Regions from separate parts of the Rattus norvegicus genome. Here region 2 is linked to region 1. A link is a contact called in public Hi-C data. All regions are on one chromosome and are shown on one strand. Each heading gives the region's core, a stretch centred on a gene start, on an enhancer-like site or on the middle of the called end of the contact. The rest is flanking DNA. Distances are from core to core; before and after follow the strand shown.

The links. Hi-C and Micro-C count contacts between places; a contact is called where the count stands out from the background.
Region 2: a Hi-C map of frontal cortex shows a contact between it and region 1, with 4 times the contacts expected there. The contact joins two enhancer-like sites. A contact is called at or near these places in 11 of 12 Hi-C or Micro-C datasets (the A7r5 cell line, the Rat2 cell line, Schwann cells and 7 more).

Annotation. Positions count from the first base shown.
Region 1 is chr3:67,377,683-67,384,223 of GRCr8, reverse strand. All of the region lies in intron 23 of Dpp4 (dipeptidylpeptidase 4), which reads left to right. Among named protein-coding and RNA genes, the nearest start is that of Dpp4, 71 kb to the left of the region's middle. Within about 2 kb of position 1,618, at least 11 of the 93 cell types and tissues checked have an H3K27ac peak or open chromatin away from gene starts, as enhancers often do.
Region 2 is chr3:67,502,989-67,509,193 of GRCr8, reverse strand. It overlaps LOC120101554 (a long non-coding RNA gene), which reads left to right. Exons shown (of 3, transcript XR_005502169.2): 1 at 1-1,166. LOC103691814 (a long non-coding RNA gene) reads right to left here. Exons shown (of 3, transcript XR_005502168.2): 2 at 5,397-5,551; 3 at 4,013-4,134. Among named protein-coding and RNA genes, the nearest start is that of Gcg, 25 kb to the left of the region's middle. Within about 2 kb of position 2,398, at least 4 of the 93 cell types and tissues checked have an H3K27ac peak or open chromatin away from gene starts, as enhancers often do.

The sequences.
Region 1 (6,541 bases), core at 369-2,868:
TTTTACTTTTACTTGCTACTTTCAACTAAATTAGCAAGCTTGTATGTGCAGGGGGCATGATGTATTAGTACTCGCGTGTTTTTATATGTTTCTGAGACATGATAGAAAAGTAACAACTCACAAATTAAGAGGACACACAGGCATCTTTACCTACAAAGCAGTCTCATAATCAGGCTATTCCTATTTCTGTCAGAATCTCCTCTAATGCTGTACACTCCCATCCTCTCACTCTTTCTATTCCACATCCCATAATGTGCTGTAGGCATTGTCTCATCATAACTGCAATCTCCTGGCAAATGACCTAGCTCCCCGAATAACAGTAACCCAGTTTGTAAACTCTTCTGTTTTCCCACAATACAGTCCATTTCACACCTTGTTAGGACCTTAACTATACACACACACATACACACACACACACACACACACACACACATGCACGCAGACACATAGACAGACACACACAGACACACTCACATACATAGACACACAGACAGAAAAACACACTCACATACATAGACACACAGACACATGCACACATACATACTCAGACACACAGAAAGACACACAGACACACATACACACATACACACATACAGAAACACACACATAGACACACACATATGTACACATACACAGACAGACAAACAGACGTACACACACACACACACACACACACACACACACACACACAGTTTTAATACTACTTTCTTTTGTACTTGACCTGGTTTAGATGTCAGATTCTGTACTTTTGTAGCTGCCATTTCTGACATTGCTATGGGATTATACCTGGCTTGTCATCTGTCTCCGCTCCCATATATTAGGATGCTCCCACTGTCCTCTTTCTGAAGAGGTCTGTCTCTCTCTCTCTCTCTCTCTCTCTCTCTCTTTCCACTGTTATTTTCCTCAGATGACTCTTAACTCTCATTTTATCTACCTTGAGTTAGTAATTACTCTGCGCCAGATTGCCCACCCCCACACTGTTATTCAACATTTCACTCATTGGATGTCCTTCTGTAAAGCATCTTATCTTGCAACTTATCTTGACTTGATTATCTTTTTTTAAAAAAAAAGCTTTTAAGGTAAATACTGTGATACAAATTTTACTTCTCCTTTTCTTTGTACTTTTCTCATTTTGATGCTCGATATTTTTTTTTCTTCTTAATTATCCAACCTGAAAGATAGTTTTCTTGGCTATGCCCAAGCAGGGAAAACCCCTGTCAACTCAGAGATACACTGCCTAGTATTCCAAGGCCGCCTCTGGAGAATGGTGAAGGAGACCCCAAAGCCCAATCTGAAGAACCCATGAGGCTAGAGGGGCAGACTCATGTCCAAACCCTAAGAACAAAATTCGTCAGGACGCTTGCCTCACTTACTCAGAACACATCCCATCATTTCTGTTCTCTGAGCTGTCTCTCTCTATAATGCTATAGGGCAGCAGTTGGAATCTACCATTTCACAGTTCCTTTTCCAGCCTTTTCTATAGGCTCCTTTTTCTGACACCGATCCCCAAGCTCTACCCCCCACAGTGGTGGCCATTCTCGTCTCTCCCCTTAGGTGTTCCCTGTATGAGGTAGTCATGTAAATAGAAGTCACTTTCTCCTGCCAATGGCAACACACGCACACTGGGTGCACAAAGTCACTCTTTCTCTTCGCTGCACAGATGGCTCCCGAGGACTGTTTAATCCTTCCACGCCAGGAGTCGGGTTTTCTTGGCATGAAATTGATTGCTGGCAATGGACACATTAAAACTGCCAGTACCAGGGAGCTAAAGGTTCCCAACGTGTTACTCAGAGGAATTATCTGGGAGGGTGATAGCTAAGGTGGGCAGGGAAAGTGAGGTAAACGCATTAAGGGAATTGTCTCCACCTAGCTCTGCTCCCGTGGTTGCTTCCTCTGAGCATGGAGGACTGAATCTGTGTGGGGATCTGAATCTGAGTGGAGCACTGAATCTAAGTGCCTATTTTTGGTGCACAGCAGGCTTTAGAATAAAGCTGCCCTCCTTTGTTTTTTAAATGAGCCTGTGCTTTTGTCTCTGGCAAGAATATATTCAAACATTCTATTTTCCTCCAAGGCCCCAGCTGCCCCTCTGGACTGCCATCTCCTACTTCTTTTCTCTCCCAGGTTTGCATTCTCTCTCTCTCTCTCTCTCTCTCTCTCTCTCTCTCTCTCTCTCTCATCCTGCCCTATCCCTTGATAAGGCAGAGAGCTAATTCAACAGTTCCTGAAAGGTTTCTGTCACTCTGTGCACTTCCGTGGATCGAGAAAATATTTTGAAAAAAAAAATCCCATTTAGTCAGGACTCTCTTAGCACATCCAGAGTTAGGAATGCACAAAATGTTCGGTTGTGCAATAAGTAAGCTTATATTCTTAGCTAAGAAGCCATTGACACATAGAACTATAGAGTTTGGAAGAGAATGTAATTTTTCAGTACAACCTGATGAGAGGATTCAATACCAGGGGATAAATGACCCAGACTTTAAAGGAATCCAAATCTCCAAGAGAACATACCTGTAAGCTCAGGCCCTTTTACTACTGAGGAAAGGGATGCCACCAGGTGAATCGCCAGTGTGTGCCATGCTTAAAGCTGGTCCGCCATTTGTGAAGGTGTACATCTGTATGGTTGACTTCCCAGCAGTGGGGATGTTATTTCCTATACTTTAAAAGCAGCTATGAAGATTTGGAGATCCTGAGGCATAGGCTTAGACCCACAGACTTAAAATGACCCTTGCAGTGACCCCCATAAGATTTTTTGAAAATCACCACCCACTATGGACAAATGACAGGGCAGAAACTCTTTTAAAGACTCCAATGACCCCAAAGAGGAACCTTCCCCAACAAGGACCTGGCCCCAGAGAGGTGACAAGTGTGAGCTACTCAGCAGTGTAGTTCTGTAGACAGATCTTCTCTATGGGCAGGCTCCATGCATAACAGACAGAAGTGGCAACCGATTTAAGCAAAGACATGGGACAACCAAGGAGGCAACTCTGCAATCAGGAGCCACAGCATGCAGCAGAGCAGCCACACCTCAAGGAGTGGGATCCTGACCAACGGGTGAACACTGTCTCAAAGGCCATCTGCAACCAGAACTTCAAGACACTAACACATCAGAGACTTGTGTGTCATTCACTTATCCAAAGTGTCTGGCATTTGATTTGTTCAAAAGTTTATTCCTTACGGACAAGAAAGAAAGTAAAAACACTGGAGAAATAAATTTTTCAAATGGTAACAGTTCATGAACTTGAACATCACACAGTATCCAATCTGTATGGAAAAGACCAGACACTTCCAAATTGTGACCATACAGCCTGGTGGTCTATGTCAGAAGCCTGAAGGAAGTTCAGGGAAAAGGAGGAGCCAAAAATATAGGATTCTAACTCCCTGCCCCCACCCAGATGCACTCACCCATTCATTTATTGTGTTGGTATGACTAGATGGCATCCTTAGAACTTTAGAGGAATTATCAGTTTTAAGTCTCCCTGATTCCCACCATTTTATTGACAGGGAAACTGAGGCACTAAAATATCAAGTAACATATGGATGTTGAGGGTTTATAAAGGAAGAGGACACTGCATGAGCCAGGAATGAAGAAGAAGGACAGAGAGGAAGGGGGGAAGATACAAGGAAGATCAGAGAGATTCCCAACAGGTTACAAGGAGGGGGAGGGAGCATCAGGGGAGAGAGACAGTGACAGAGAGAAGGGTTTTCTGGGGATCTCTGAGAGTGATCTATTGAACTGAGGGATAGCTTTGGGAAGAGCAGAACAAATGGTGACCAACGGTTATGACAGGGCGTAGACTGGAGAAGGGATTGTCTTGTGAATAAGCAGAGAAGTAGGAGATGGAGGGCAGGAGGAGCGGGGCCCCAGTCCTGAGCCTTGCTGCCAAGAGGAGAGGGCAGCCTGGAACACACAGAAGGGCTGATTTAACTTGTAGAGGAGATTTATTTTGCATTTTGCTCAAAATTTGATAGGCTTTTGGCAAGTGTGTGAAACAGTCATGGATTTGGCAGTCTTCTGCTAGCAGATTTGAAACGCTCAATCCTTAAGAACTGCTGCATCGTTAGGTTATGCAAAACAGGGTGCAATTTTGTAAATATGCCATCTTGCACTGATTTGACATTTGTTCTATTATCCCAGAATATGCCAAAGGGAGAGAGACCTTCAGATTTAAGCCAAACCTTAACTTGTTTGTGGAGTGCTGATAAAATGTTGACTGCTGTGTGATCTTTAAAGCAGCCAGTGTTGCTTGTGAGGCCTGAGGTAGAACCCCCTGTCTGGGGCGGATGGGAGCTCTTTCCTTGGCAGCTCATGGGTGCAGTTGTTGGGTAGATGTAAACAAGTGAAACATCTTATTTAGTGGGTTGGATTCAGTTTCTCTTAAATGTTTTCTGTGCCCTCTGCTTGGTATTAGTGATGATTCTCCAAATGGCACCTTTTAATATTAATTCAAGCAGCATCGATTTCAGGAGAAGAATCCATAGAGTGAAGTGGTGAGCCCGAGGGTATAGCTTACTGAGTTGTTGAGCTGTTATCGCTGGGACCCAGGGGTTGTTTGGTCCTCTATGGGAGCCTGCGGGTGATAATGAGTAGTTTGACTGTGATATCAATTAACTATATAATATATTGTTCAGGAACTCGGGCTTTGGAGTTCAAAGAACCTGCATTGAAAGTTTGCTTCCATTAGTTCTAGATGTTTGAACTTGAGGAGGTCACGATCCTTCCCTGAACCTTAATTTCTTCCTCTACACAATGGGAGTAACCAGATACGCCTCCTAGAGTCACAGAAGTGATTAGAGGAGACCCCCCACACCTGCCATGATGTAAGCTTCAAAAGCATGGCAGCTGCCATCATTCTTATCTTCAGGGAGCAAATTGTCCTTCTGGTTCGTGGATGGCACAAAGGGTAGCGTGAAAATTGTCACACCTCCTGTTTCTCACAGCATTTCCCTACTCTCATCAGCTCCTTCCTTTTATTTCAAAAAATACAAAGATCTATTTGTTGGAAGGTAGCTGAGGAACCAGCATGATCCAACAAGCAGCTACAGATGGTTCTTCTTGGGGATTGAAGGAAAAAGCTCCTCACAGAGATGCTGTGGAATCGGCATTGCCGCTGGACCAATCCTTTCTACTTCTCTCTGCCAGACTGTTGCTGGCAGCGGGGCTCTCCGGAAGTTTCTAGCCTCAGGAGAGTGCCAACTGCACCACCATTGCATCCTTGCCCATTTATCACTCCGAGCTTCCGTTTTTGTCATTGGTGATAGACTTATTCGGCTTGTAACTTAGTCATCCATTTCCTTTTTTCATTCCCGTTTCCATGGATAGGCAATGGGGGAACATCCAATTTGGGTGCGTGGATATAGTACAATTAATATCTTCCCGACCGCTAATCATATATTGGAGAAATGCATGCATCGCCAACATATGCTTGCATATGTCCTCCACAGCATGAAGTGTGCCATACAGCAGGCATTAGAGTCTTACCAGAGAAGCCCAGGATGCGTAGTCCAGTAATGAACCACACCCCGGCCGTTCCGGAGGCAAAGCGGCGTCTTTGCATTTGGGGATGGAGGGTTGTTTCCGGCACGGAGAGCTCCTAAGAGGGTGTGCTTTTGGCAGCTGCCTGTCTCTCTCACTGGAAAGTCCCCTGGGAGGCTTCTCCCAATGAGCAGGGGAACGTGCACTGAAATGGCACACTTATCTTGCAACTGCAGGGGAAGCTTTTGTTTTATTTTTCTCTTGCTGCATTAAAGTATTTGTCTTTCTTTCTTTGTAGTGTAATATTGTTAATGTAAAACAATTTGCATCATGACACTTTTATCACAGTTTTCGTCTTTTTCTCAGTATGTTGCGTTTCTCACCATGTCTAGTTCATCACAGCTACAGTGTGTACATCACAACATTTATCTTAGGCTCAGGGTTTTACTTGTTTATAAAAATTGTCTTCTTTCAGCCTGTATTCACTCCATTTAAGAAAAAAAGGCAGCCAGAAACTGTTTTGGTCCAAACTCCAGTAGTTATCACATTCCTTGCTAACTGTCCTGTGTCTTTATATGTCTCCTCACCATTACTCTGTGTTTCAATGACATTTCTCCATCTCATGGCTCTGGGAGGTGGTTGGAGCAGCTTTCCTGCTCATGCTGCCAAGCAAGGCAGGCCCACGGGACTGCTAGAGGTGAGGCGAGGTGACACAGTTGCATATCTGGGTCAGGTCTGGGTGTTAAAGTCGATTATCGTCTGTGAGTAAAGGGTGGCATTGAACTCGTAAATAAACATGGTGGCAGAAAGTCAGCATGGGCTGGGTGCCTGAACTGGTAGAGGAGACCACCGGGAAGGGCCGTGAAAGGGGCTTGGCCCTGTAGCTCAGAATGAGCCATGAGTCTGACCTCCCGACTCTAGCCTCGTCTAGTGGATAGCAACTCCCTTTAAGGAGAGTTTGATTTGAGACCTCCTGTTGGAGAACAGAGAATCAAGTTTTGTGCTATCACCTGGTGACAGGAAAGACACCCTTCCCAACCTTCAGGGTTGTTCAGACCAATCTCATAT
Region 2 (6,205 bases), core at 1,149-3,648, 120 kb before region 1:
TGGCCTCGAGTCTGGAAGCCCCAGAAAAGTGACCATTCTAATCCCTCTCTTGTGCCTCTAGTGAGGCAAGATGAACCGTTCCAAGCTCGTGGAGCAATGCCTCACAGAGAACTCTTCATAGGTGAAAAACTACTAGAAGAATTACTTTTAATAATCCATAAGAAGCAGTGAGTTATTGATCTTCTGGTACACACCTGTTACTTTTGTTACAGCCTTCTATGCTGGGGAGATGAAACTAATAAACCTTCACAGCCCTAAAGGTCTATAAAATAAAACCTCTACGTTCAAGACAAGCAGACATAGCCTCTTCATACATGGACACTGTTTCTTTCTGTGCTGCTAACAGATTTTCGACACCTTGGTCCTTTCAGAGAACACTAATTTATCCCCCTTACAATTCTCCAAATCAGAAGTCAAAATCAAGCCAGACCTAGCAGTGCAATCCTGTAATAAAAAGGGAGGCTGGGGCAGGAGGATTATAAATTCAAGAACAGCATCAGCTAGAAATGAATTTGAGGCCAGGCTGGGCAACTTTGAGATCCTATCTCAAAAGGTAAGAAGATGCCTAAGGATGGATCTCAGGGAGAGCATTTGCCTAGCACACCACGGAGCCCTAATTTCAATGGCGAGTCCTGAAAGAGAGAAAAAGTAAGTCAGCTAAACTGCCCGCGCGCGCGCACACACACACACACACACACACACACACACACACACACACACCCTGGCTGAAATCTAGGTAGCAGTATGGTGCTGTTTTCCACAGCAGTTCAAAGGACTCAGTGTCTGCTTATCCAGCTGTGGAGAGGCTCCACTGCATGGTTTGTGGCCCTATCCACCTTCAAACCTATCACCCTAACATCTGTTCCCCCCTTCCTCTCTATCTCAGATCTGCCTATTTTATCGTCACATTTGTATCTACGCTGGGCTTGCCTGGATCATCCAGGATTTTCTCCTCAACTCAGACTCCTTCATCGAAATTGTGAGACCCGTTTGACTATTCACTTCCTGGTGGTCAGGACAGGACACGCACTTCTGAGAAAGGAACCAATACAAATAAGAGCGATTCCCCCATTGTAGCAGGTTGACAGTGAACAGCTCGGGATTTACTGCAGAACAAAAATCCACAGGAGGAACAAAAACAGAAAGGTTGCGGTCTAGGCAGCAAGGTAAGGGTGCTTCGCCGTCCATTGACAGCTGATCTAGACATGAGCGCAAGCGCAATTATCAGTTTTCCGCAGGGTGGTGGTATGGCAAAAAAAAAAAAAATTAAAAAAAGTAAATTACAAAAATAATAGGAGGGGGAAATAAGTCTCCTGAAAAAAATAAAGACATTGTGACTGTGTCGCTTAGGAGGGGAAACAGCATAGCTCTTAATAATTAGTTGCAAGGGTGTGAGATGTGGGCCAGGGATAATTAGCAGGGGACTCTGATCATGTGCTCCCCACATTCGCAGCGAGCTGACAAAAAGAGGAAGTGAGCCAAACTGCAGCGAGAAGCTGGTTTTTTAAAAGGGAAGTTCTTGACCATGAAGATCAGACTACCACGGGAAGCTGTGTAATCTCTATCCTTAAAGAGCTTTAAAAATAGTATAAACAGCCATCTGCACAAGATGGTTTATGCATTGACCTTCAGGAGACGGGCCCGATCATCTCATGAAGTCCCTTCCAAGTGTGGGATTCTATGATTTAATCAGTATGTGATTTTTCTCAGCTCTACATTTTGCGAGATAACCAGCAGATGGGAGCCACAAATTCCCCAACATCATACCAAAATCATGGTTCCTCACACTGGTAGGGCCCAGGCGAGCTTGCCAAATTGGCATCCATTGAAAAAATCATTGAAGGACCCACCTCAAACATTTATTTATCTCCTTGTGGGTGTCTGGACCACCCATGTCCACAAAATAGAGATAATCTTTATACCGATTGTGTGCATTCAGCTTTTGACTTAAATAAGAAGTCGCATTGAAAGTGGGAGTCTCATTTTTGAAACCTGAAACAACAGCTCTCACAAAATGAAGAAGGGATTTACAAATTCCAGCTGAAGGAGAAAGGAGGTCCCGTGTCAATTAGGTCCCGTGTCACGGAAGTGTTTTATAGAGTGCTCGAGCCTTATTTGCTTTCACTTAAATAACAGGAACTTCTCATCAGTTCTTTGGGCATGTATGTAGCGCTTACTATTGCCCACGTTCAGTACAAAGCCGCAGGGAGACAAACACCATCCATCCATCACAGAGCTAGCTTAGTCTCTCCCAAAGGAAGAGGCCATTTTTGTCACGGAGTCAGCAAAGCAGTAGCAGGATGTGGGATACATGATGGAGTGATGTCAGTAAAATAGTCCAAGTCCGAGAGACCTTAGGGGCTTAGACTTGTATCTGAAGGTCAAACCGAAGCCAGGGAGGAAAGAAAGAGAATAAAATGTTTTCTGGAACATTCGGGCTAGCCCGAATAAGTGTCGGGTAAACCCCACAAACTGGAATTTGAATACAGCTAGTGCTTAAGGTGTAGAGGGAAAGGTAAAAGGCCAGTGGGGAGAAGGAAAAGACCCAGAAGTGAGGGATGCTGAGAGGTCAAAGAGCTCTCACAGGTCATACAAAAGAATTCAGACTTGGCATGGAAGAAATAGAGCTACTGAGTGATATTTAAAAAAAAAAAAAAAAAAAGGCTGTCCCTATAGATGGTTTATTGAGTACACTTCCGAATCAAAGGATAGGAAGGCATTTGTATACGATTCACCAAATGAAGGGTCCTCGGGCAGGTACTGAGATATCAAGGAGAACTCAGGCTGAGCACAGCAACAGCCACTGGGTAGGACACATCAGGATACCCTCCCTTTACCTCCGATCCCTGCTCCTTAGACTTCAGCCCCTTGCCCCCACTTATTATTCAGACCCTCAGGTTTACATTCTTGGCCACCTGAAGCTTCTACATCTTGAGCTTTCACTCACGATGAGCTGGGAACACACTGGTCCCATTATCTCACTGGCAGACCCAAAGTCCAGTGAAGGGGACTAACGCTGTGACGTCCACGGAGCCTTTATCGGCGAGAAGACATACATTATAGCAGGGAACTACTGCTGCAGGCGCGTAATGGACAGGGTGGACTTGTTCACTGAAACCGAAGGGCTGCTTTGTAGATTTTCTCCCGTGTGAATGTAGGACCTTTGGTTTTGTTTGATGGGGCAGATGCAGACAGAGGATCAATGTGGAGATGGGCAGTGTGTGGCGACGGTCAAAGGTGTGTAACTCCTCCCTGGAGACTAGGAGAAAAGACGCAGTCTGCGGTCATCCCAGGAACTACTTGGCCACACTAGCAACAGCTGAGGGCAAGCGGCAAGCCTCCCGCACCTCAAGCCAAAGAACAGGTTTCTCCAATTGTGTTCTTTATTCAGAATTTATAACGGCTGGCAGGTTCTGCTCCCATATATGAATTTTCAATCAGCGTGCTTTTATTCAAATTGTTCTTTTGTTTCATTGTGTTACTAAAAAAAAGTATGACAGGTTGGCATGCTTGTTTATGTAAATGTCTGGAACTGTAATTTCTTGAACGCTAACTACAGATAATTACACAGACCACCTTAATCTCTGAGGACCTAACAATCACCTTAACAGCACTGAAATTAGACTTTTCCTAAATTAGTACTGAAGAAGTACGTACGAAATATTTTATTAATAAATAATTTACCTACCTCGAATCTTTGAAGAAATTTATTTTTTGCGAATGGAAACGAAAAAGAACAGTATGTATGCAGTTATATTGATAACCACTAGATGGCACCATACATCTTTTCTTCCAATTTTCTCTTCAAAACTAGCTGTTTTAGAAAAAAAAATGTGTTCTTTCGGGTTAAAAAAAAAAGGGAAGAAAGAAAAGGAAAAGAAAAAACGAAAGAAGCCAAGGTATTTTTTTTGCAACGCGTATTGAACATTTATTAGTGTCGCTGCATATTGGTGAAGGTGTCTATACTTAAACACCACTTTCAGGTATGCAAGGCTATATTTCCCAGGAGATATTTTTATTTCTCGATCTTTATTATCAAACCATACTATTTTTTCTTGTTTTCCAGTACATTTTGATATTGTTGTAATCATTATTTCCCTTCAATGATGTCTTCATTTCCATAATCTTCCTGACCTATAATTTTCCCAAACAAAATGCAACTTCATTTAATTATGTTAAAAAGGAGAACACGAATTTTATTTAAATTCTCAATAAATTTTAACAATAACAGCAATAATAAAAGTACATGCAATTTTGGAGGAAGCTACATCTTCATTATATTTTTGTCAGTAATAAAATGAACACTTTTGAATCAGTGATATACATATTTTTGCAGCAGTGAACGTGTGTGTAAACTAAATTAATATTTTGGGAAGGTTGTACTCAAAGATTCATTGTAAAAACTAATAATGTGGGATGAGTGCTCATGTAAAATAGCATAAGTTTTCATTTATTTGTATAACTCAAAGGCAATATTTTATTCCATGTACATAATGATGACCACTGATTACCAAAACAGGAAACAATTATTAAAAGGGGTTAAGAACTACAGCAGGGGGATTGGGGATTTGGCTCAGTGGTAGAGCACTTGTCTAGCAAGCGCAAGACCCTGGGTTCGGTCCCCAGCTCCGAAAAAAGAAGAAAAAAAAAGAACTACAGCAGGCATAAAGTAATACCTTTAACAATAATCATAACTTTGTTTAAAAGAGAAAGAAAATGTATATGCTAGTCATTTTCTCTGGGAAATAAAATTCATGTTTTTAAGACTTCAGAATTCTCTAATTTTCTATAGTGATGTATATATATATGTGTGTGTGTGTATATATATATATATATATATATATATATATATATATATATATATATAGTGTACATACTAAAGGAAAGAAATAAACTTCAGATACTTCGTGGAGATTGCAAAAATACACTACTTTCTAATAGAGTCTCACTTATTGGTCAAATTTTCAGAATAATTACTTATTAAGTGAATGTTCTTCCCGATGCCCGAGGCTAGGAAAGCTGCCGAGAAAAAACGGGTCTCTTTGACAACTTTCCTACACACATTCCAGCCACTGCCCTGGGGGGGGTGAACATGCAGGTCACAGTCTGAAAAGCCTCTGCAGGACTCTGTGTCCTCCTCTGTCTGACCTTTCAGCCCCTCCCTGTGAGCGCCCGCATCTTCAACAAGTGGCAAAAGTCAGAGGTTCTTAAACGGTTTTGATGTCAGGAACAACCTGTGCTCTCTTAAATGCTGGCACTGTATTTGTATGGGCAATATATGTTCGTGCTTTAGCATATTCTAAATGAAAACAAATGAATAACTGTTTATTTACTTTATGTTAGAAGAATTCTCCCGCTATAGGTTAACATAAATAATAATTTTATGGGAAAAATACCTTTCACAAAAACAGAGAAAATACAGAAAGACAATGGCCTGTTTTACAGCCCCTGGCATCTCTGATTTCTTCCTGCCTGGGAAGTAGATGGATTTCTGCATTTGCTTCTGCACCAATCATCGTGCTCTCTTCTATGCAGCTTCTAGAACTCTCCGCTACACCCACAGGATAAAAAGAGTAAACAGCAGCAAACGTCATCCTAGTATTATTGTAGAAATACAGATAATCAGAAAAAAAAAGACATTTAAGGAAACCCAGAGGTTCCCCGGTCTCATTTTGAGATTAGTGATTAAGCTAGATTATGGCCACTGAGTTAAATCAATCAAAGCCCTCCTTCCTCTGCTTCTTTCTAACATATTTCGCTAAAATGGAAACATAATTTGGGGAATGCAAACAGTGACTCTTCACATGTTGTTCGCTGACATCAACCTAGGGGACATGTTAAACTGGATCTGCCCGTCATGCTGACTGAGATTGTTGACCTCGTCCACACCTCCATTCCGTGCCTGCTACTGTCTGCTTGGTTCTCCCTCGTGATCTTTAAAGATAATTATGTTTCCTACTTTCTCAGCCTTCTACTCTAGCTTCTTGGTGAGTCTCTGTCCCCACATCCGATGCTTTGCAATGCCTTCGGTTTCAAATCTTGGATTTATAGATTGAGGACACATACACGCACACACACACATGCACGCAAGCACACACGCACCCTTTACCACTCATTTCCACGAATATTGTTCTTTGATTCTGACCCTAACTGCAATGCTCCATGACCTCAGTGTTGTTTACTTTTCTGACTAAATGTGAATATT